Linked DNA regions of Pan troglodytes: region 1 is linked to region 2. A link is a contact called in public Hi-C data. All regions are on one chromosome and are shown on one strand. The core of a region is the stretch at or near the end of the contact, and the rest is flanking DNA. Distances in the headings are between cores, read along the strand shown. Region 1 overlaps PTPN1 (protein tyrosine phosphatase non-receptor type 1). Region 2 holds the start of CEBPB (CCAAT enhancer binding protein beta).

What was found. A called contact is a pair of places that touch in the nucleus more often than the background predicts.
Region 1: a Hi-C map of stem cell-derived neural progenitor cells shows a contact between it and region 2, with 5 times the contacts expected there. The contact joins the enhancer-like site here to the promoter of CEBPB in region 2. A contact is called at or near these places in 4 of 7 Hi-C or Micro-C datasets (blood, induced pluripotent stem cells and stem cell-derived neural progenitor cells), 1 of 1 datasets of contacts at active chromatin or transcription factors (stem cell-derived excitatory neurons) and 1 of 1 other capture datasets (stem cell-derived neural stem cells).

The regions. Positions count from the first base shown.
Region 1 is chr21:56,849,076-56,852,751 of NHGRI_mPanTro3-v2.0_pri, reverse strand. It overlaps PTPN1 (protein tyrosine phosphatase non-receptor type 1), which reads right to left. Exons shown (of 10, transcript XM_525354.9): 2 at 2,068-2,158. Among named protein-coding and RNA genes, the nearest start is that of MIR645, 24 kb to the left of the region's middle. Within about 2 kb of position 1,716, at least 8 of the 24 cell types and tissues checked have an H3K27ac peak or open chromatin away from gene starts, as enhancers often do. A contact at or near this core is called in stem cell-derived neural progenitor cells and stem cell-derived neural stem cells, where this site is marked.
Region 2 is chr21:56,475,954-56,479,567 of NHGRI_mPanTro3-v2.0_pri, reverse strand. CEBPB (CCAAT enhancer binding protein beta) reads right to left here and starts at 1,684. Exons shown (of 1, transcript XM_525353.8): 1 at 1-1,684. The coding sequence starts at 1,231. The coding sequence ends at 194.

The sequences.
Region 1 (3,676 bases), core at 467-2,966, 370 kb before region 2:
AAAAAAAAAAAAAATTATGTAATGGTATTGGTTGGTTATGTGAGTGGGTTCAAAGAGCACTGGGTGACTCTGGGCAAACAACTCACCTCAGAGCCTTGGTTTTTTCATCTGCTAAATGGTAGGTGACAAGAGGGTTGTGGGAAGAGTCAATGAGCTGAGGTGTATACAGAGCCCCTTGTTCAGCAAGTGCCTGTAACTGTGGACTGCTGTCATCGCCAGCAGCACTGTGAGCTGGGCAGCAGGTGACCTTCTACCTTGACTCATTCTCCCCCATAACCTTCACAGCAAATGACTGTTTCTACTGGAGGATAGGAGTAGGGGAGGAGGATAGGAGTACGGGAGGAAGATAAGAGGAGTGAGATTGGGAGTGAAAAAGTTGGAGAATTGTTTCCCTGGAATAATTTTTTTTTTTTTGGCTAGTCAAGTAAAGCAGTGGGGATGGAGAAGGAACAAAGAAATCTGTAACTGGTTGTGATCACATAGTTGTAAACACTACTGTACTTGGACCAGCCCCTGGAAGAATATTTTAAATACTGGTTTTTTTTCTCTGTAAAACTGATTCATAAAACCATTTAAATAAGAAATGTTAAAAAATGTAGCAAAGGAATATTAAAGACAAGATTATTCCCTAATTAGAGCAACTATAGCAAAAGCTAGAGATCCAGGGTATCCTGGCACCATGTCAAAGAGGTGAACGGTGATGGTTCTGTTGCGTGTTGATCAGCGGTCTGGAGGTTTCTGGCCAGGACTTCACAGCAGAATCACCAAGGTTTTTTGTTTTTGTTTTTAAACAAATATCAATGAGGTGCCTCAGCTGAGATGTGCTAAATCAAGAGTACCATGTGTTGGCGCCAATCATGTCACCTGATGACCTAGAAGTGCACTTCAGATGTTGGTGACAACCATCCCCACCACAGACAACATTTACTGGGCACTTATGTCTGCGTGAGGTACTGGGCGCTGGGCTAAGCAGCTTATGTTGCTTCATCTTCACACACTCCTATGAGAGAGAACAACTTGCCCAAAGCCACTCAGTTCTTAAGTGGCAGAGCTGACACACAAAACCAGGCAGGGAACCATGGTGGCAGGCCAAGAGGCCCACGTTCTACACCAAGTCTAGGTCCATTTTTAGACCCCTTCCAGGAATCTGGGCGCCACATAAGTCAGGTCAGGATGCACTGCTAACCCTTCTGGCAGAGAACAATGACAGCCACCACTCCCAGCCATGGGCACAGGACCTGCAGGAAGTGCCCACTGGAGGACTGACTGGAGAATCTTCTGCATCCCTGGCAGAGCATGCTACCATGGAGACACTGGCAGCTACGACCCCTCACTGCCTGACAATGTCTAAAGACCTGGAAGGGGGTCAAAAAGGCCTCTGTGGCCTAGAGGAGATGGCGCAGTTCAAGTCCTGTACTCAACTCCAGTTTTCCTTACTTTATGCAAATTCTAACATGTTAAGTTATTTACTTTTCAGCTACCGGCAGACTGACAGCCAATCACTCAGAAGGCGGACAGGGCTGCCACAGGCCAGCAGGCACACTGACAATCCTAGGAAGAACTAACAGCAGGAAAGAGGGAGAAAAATGATGAGGTTGGCGGGGGTGGAGGCGGTGGGGACTCCAGACAGAGCTGCCTTGCATATTCAGCGCAGGGGACGACAGTGCCCACCCCGAATGCCTGTGCAGGGCTTCCTTACAGCGGAACACAGTGCTCATGCCCTAATGACGCTGCTGCTGAGTCATCCAGAAAAGGTTTTATTATGCCTGCTATACTCTGCTTCAGCTGGTAGGAAAATGATTCATCACAAAAACAGTCAAAGCTTAAGAAAAGTGCTTTGAACTTCACTGAATTTTCCAGAAACTGAAACCTGAGCCCTTCTATAATGGTGGAAAAATGAGCTATTACTATAAGTCTCTAATGCCTTTACTATAGGAAACAATCGAGTCATAAACCTCTGCTACATTGATTTATTATGATACTAAACTCTGAGGCGAAAGGAGTCTTGATTAAAAGGGCCTGCAGCAAAGGAAGAGCAAGACTGGTACCGGCCACGTGGATACTTACAGGGACTGACGTCTCTGTACCTATTTCGGTTTTTGTTCTTAGGAAGCTTGGCCACTCTACATGGGAAGTCACTGGCTTCATGTCGGATATCCTACAAAAAAGAATAAAGACATTTAACTGACCGTCAGACACTGAGGAAGACCCAGCAAAGAAACAGACATCAAAGAGAGCCGGGCAATATGGGAAATGCAAGGTGATAATTCAGAGGTATGTACCAGGCCATGGGGGAAAACCGAGGAGGAATGAGCACAGGCCTTGGGTGGGAGGCAGTGATGTAGGGCAGGAAGATGGAAAGACGAGGAAGAGCGCAGAGAGACAGACAGGAGGGACAATTCACTCTGGAACACCCTGCACAGCAAAGGCATGGGGGCTGGAGATCACATCTCATGCCAGGAACAGTGAGTGGGCAGTAGGAGGTGCGACAGATGGCTGGAGGACATGGGTGGGTAGCCCAGATCTCAGAGAGCCTTGAATGCCAGGCCTGGGAGTTCCAACTGCAATTTCTATAAAGCTACGATTATTAAAAATAGATAAAATGTACTTTTATGCCAACAAACTATCCAACTGCTTTCCTAGGAGGTGGTAAACAAATCCTATCACCCCTGTTTCAACAGAAGACTACACCATGGCTCCTGATCACACCTAAAATTCCACGATAATCACATTAAACAATCTTTTATTTGTGTTTTATTACTTAAAAAAATAATTTTATATTGTTTATTACTAAAAAAACAAATACACACAACGTGAATGTACTTACTGCCACTGAACTGTGTACCTAAAAATGGCTAAAATGGAACAATTTATGTTTTGTATATTTTACCAAAATTAAAAAAAAAAAAAAGACAGCCCGGTCCCCTACGGTGGGAATAGGAGAGCAGACAACAGCAATAGAATTCTGGAAGCTGGAAATCAGGCTGATTAGTGGTTGGCAGTTGTGAGAAAGCAAAATTACAAGTGAACAGTAAGAAAGCCAGACCGCCCGAGATTTCCACTCCAGATTCCTCCCAAGGCTCTGGCTGTGCTCCCAGTCAGGAAGGAGGAGTGGGATTCCCTGCAGGGGATAAAGGTAGAGCCATCTGGGAAGACCTGGATTGCCATCTCATTCCCCAAGCTCCTTCCATGCTCCTCAGACTTCTGCAGAAATCTAAAGACATACTTTCTGGAAAAATGTAAACCAGAAGGTCTATGAACTGCAGCAAGACTGTTGGCACAGTGGAAGATGTGAGCGCTCCACCAAAAATGGGGTAAGCGGCCATACACAAGCCAAACACCAGGAACTCGAGTCCTTTTCCCCAAGAGACACTCACACTGCTGGCAGCTAGACCCTTCTCCTCCAGGTAGGAGGCAGAGCATCTCTAGATAATCTGACCAGACAAAAGGCACAACCAAAAGGTATCCTCAGAATGCACAACTGGCAGCCTCCCTAGAGGCCCTGAGGCCAGCGCAGTGTTGACAGGCTCCTTACACCTGCTCAAGGTTCTCATACTCCAATAAGCCCCTACTCTCCACCACAAGCAGATACCACTGATGACCAGATATAACAGGAAAGTCTCTAACATAAAAACAAAAAACAAAAACCAGAAAAAAAAAAAAACCCTTGGGGGAA
Region 2 (3,614 bases), core at 435-2,934:
ACAAAAATATAGATATATATATATAATAAAATATTAAAATTACCGACGGGCTCCCCGCGCTGCCAAGTGCCCCAGTGCCAAAGTTTTGCCGGCGCCGCCGGGGGCGGGGGCGAGGGCGCGGGCGAGGGCGCGGGCGCGGGCGCTCCCCGGAGTCTCAGCCCCGGCCGGCAGGGGGACGCGCGCGGGGGCCGCGCTAGCAGTGGCCGGAGGAGGCGAGCAGGGGCTCGGGCAGCTGCTTGAACAAGTTCCGCAGGGTGCTGAGCTCGCGCGACAGCTGCTCCACCTTCTTCTGCAGACGCTCGTTCTCGGCCGTGAGCTCCAGGACCTTGTGCTGCGTCTCCAGGTTGCGCATCTTGGCCTTGTCGCGGCTCTTGCGCACCGCGATGTTGTTGCGCTCGCGCCGGATCTTGTACTCGTCGCTGTGCTTGTCCACGGTCTTCTTGGCCTTGCTCTTGACCTGCGAGGGCGCCGGCGCGGCCCCCGCGTAGCAGGCGGTCGGGGGCGCCTTGGCGTCAGCGGGGCTCGGCGTGCCGGGCGGGCTGGACGACGAGGACGTGGAGAGGCTCCCGCTGCTGCCGCTCGGCACCGCCTGGTAGCCGAGGTAAGCGCGCAGCGCGTACGGGAAGCCCGCCGCCATGCCTGCGCCGCCGCCCGGCGCCCCGGCCTCCTCCTTCCGCTTGCAGTCCGCGGGCTCGAAGCCCGGCTCCGCCTTGAGCTCGGCGGGCGGCGGCGGCGGCGGGGGCGGTGGGTGCAGGGGCGCGAAGCAGCCGGGGTGCAGCGCGCCCTTGGCGGCCCCCAGGCGCCCCAGGCTCACGTAGCCGTACTCGGCCGGCTTCTTGCAGTTCTTGCCCCCGTAGTCGTCGGAGAAGAGGTCGGAGAGGAAGTCGTGGTGCTGCCCGGAGGAGGCGGGCGCGGGGGCGGGCGCGGGCGGAGCCGCCTCGAAGGTGTCCGTGGCCGTGGCGGGCGCCGGGGCCTGCGGCGCGCCCAGCGGCTCCAGGTACGGGCTGAAGTCGATGGCGCGCTCGTGGTCGCCGATGCTGCCCAGCTCGCCGGCGGGGGGGCGCGGCCCGGGTCTGGCCGCGGGGGGCGCCGCGGGGGCCGCCTTGCCGCCGTACGCAGCAGCCAAGCAGTCCGCCTCGTAGTAGAAGTTGGCCACTTCCATGGATTTAAAGGCAGGCGGCGGCGGCGGCAGGGGGAGACATGCTGGGTCCCAGGCCACCAGGCGTTGCATGAACGCGGGTGCCCGGGGAGGGGGCCTGGGGCTGCCCGCTCCGGCCGGCCCGCAGGTGGCGCGGCCTCCCTGCTCTGAGCTGTCGCCGCTGCGTCGCTGCTGCTGCTGCCGCCGCTGCTGGGGTGGCCGCTATTAGTGCGGGGGCTGGTGGCTGGACCCTCGGGTGGGTCCCCTTCCCAGTCCCGTGCGCGGCTCTGACTCGCTAAAGTTTCTCCTGAGCCCGGTTATTTATAAGGGCGGCCCGTAGCAACCGCTGCGTCACGCCGGCCCCTCCCGCCGCGCCGCCGGGACGCGAAGGACACGGCCGCGGCCGCCTGAGACCCCCGGGAGGACGGCGGCAGGGCGCAGCGGAGGGACCGGGCACCCGGAGCGCGTTTTCGGGGGGCCCCCGGAACGCAGGGGGCGGCCTCACGCCCCCTGCCCACCCCCGCCCGGCCGCCCCGGGATTGGGAGCGAGAGGGGGCGGTGCGACCCCGCCCCCGGACCGCCCCTCTGGGCTGGAGGCTGTCCTGGAAGGCGGGGGAATCGGAGGAGGGGGCGACCTGATCGCCTTCCCCCCGAGACGCGGCCCCGGCCCGCCCCCTGCTGGAGGAGGCGGAGGTTTCAGGAGGGCCGAGCAGAGCCCCGACGGCCGACCAGGGTCGGCTCCCCGGGCCGAACCCTGGAGACCCCAGCCCGCAGCTCTAGCTCCAGGAGAAGCTACCCATCTCCGTGGCCATTCCTCCCGTAAACTCCCACCTCCTCCCCAGGTCCCCGGCTTTAAAAAGAAGACTCCACGCCTGTGACGACTCCCCTCTTAAGCCACCGCCAATATGAGGACCCCGGGGGTCGGGGCGACCGGGCAGGATCGCGCTCCGCTTGGGGCTGGACCCTGGTCCACGGAGCCCCGCCCCTAGCCCCGCCCACCACACCTGCCGCCTGCTCCAGGCTTGGACACGCCCGGGTCTTCTCTTGCCCCGCGCCGCGCCACCCGACCTGGGCCCTGGGATGGGGCAGGGGCGGGGGGTGCTCGGCCCTGCCACACTGTGTGACCTTGGGTGAGTCACTTCACTTCTCCCAGCTGCAATCCATGAAGGGTGTCGCTACTGTTAGTGGTGGTGGCATTGTTCCCACCAGACTCCCAAACTAAGGCTTACGTTGTGGGCTGCACATCAGAGAGAAAGGGACCCCCACGGATTGTGCCAGTGGAGGCCCAGAGGGAGCATGGCATGGCATACCAAGGTCACATGGCCGCATGTCCCCCGTTCATCCCAAACGAAATGCCCTCATCTGAGCCCTAAGACCTATTGCCAGTCCCAGAGGCCAAAAACTTCTGTTTCTGAAGTTGCTAGGGAGGGACTTAAGCGAGGCCTCACGGGAGGGGGGTGGTATGCAGGAAAGAGAAGGAAAGAGAAAGATAAGTTTTTACCAAGTCCCTGCCCTGTGCTCAGGGTGGGCCTGGACCCCGAGGTTCAACTTTTTTCACCCCACCAGAAAGATGCTTTTGTTGCTGCCATTTCACAGATGGGAAAGCGACAACGGCCTGCCTGGACTTGAACACAGGCCCAAGGCCTTCTGACCACTTGCCCGCCTCTGCTGGGTAGGCTCAGGTTAGAGGGCCCTTTGCCCTCCCGGACCCATTCCTAGGCCATTGGGGCAGCTCCCTGGGCCCACCTCTCTGCCACTCCTAGCCCAGGCCACCTAGGCAGGAGCTCCCAGCCTACCCGGGGCTGACCCCCAGCCCACTGACCCCAGCCCTGGCCCCAGCGGGCAGGCGGGCATTGCTCAACCTTCGGTGTTATCTGCTGAGCTGGGGTGACCTCCGCCCCCAAGAGCTGGAGAAATGACATCTCTGGGCACCCTTGGTGGGTAGGAGGCAGGGAGGGAGGGGATAAAACACTGGCCCAGCCTGCTGGCTTTCTGGGTCTTCCCAGCAGCCTCTGGGCTGGGGAGGGATCAAGGCCCAGAGGGGTGCGGCAGCTTCCCCAGGGCCACCCGACCAGCCCTTCCTCACTGCAAAATGGGACACTCAGGGCTGAGCTAGAGGCCACGGCTTCTGAGAGGCCCTCCCTGTCCCACCTGCTAGTGATTTCCTTCCCTATCGCCAGCCACCATTATCCTAGCTGTCTACCTCAGTCTCCCTGCAGGCTGCCACTTGGGGAGGGCTGGCCCACGAGGGACTCCTGAGCACAGCACGCTCAACATTTACCAGTGAAGGAATGCATTTGCTGTTCCCTGTGCACCAAGAACACTGTCACCCCACCTCTGCCCAAGGCAGCTCCTCAGGTCTCAGCCCAAAAGCTGCCTCCTCCAGGAAACCCTCCCTGACCTTCCCATGGGAAGTCTAGGCCCTCAGTCACTCCTCTCACACCCCTGCTTCATTTCCGTCACCGTTCTCATTATA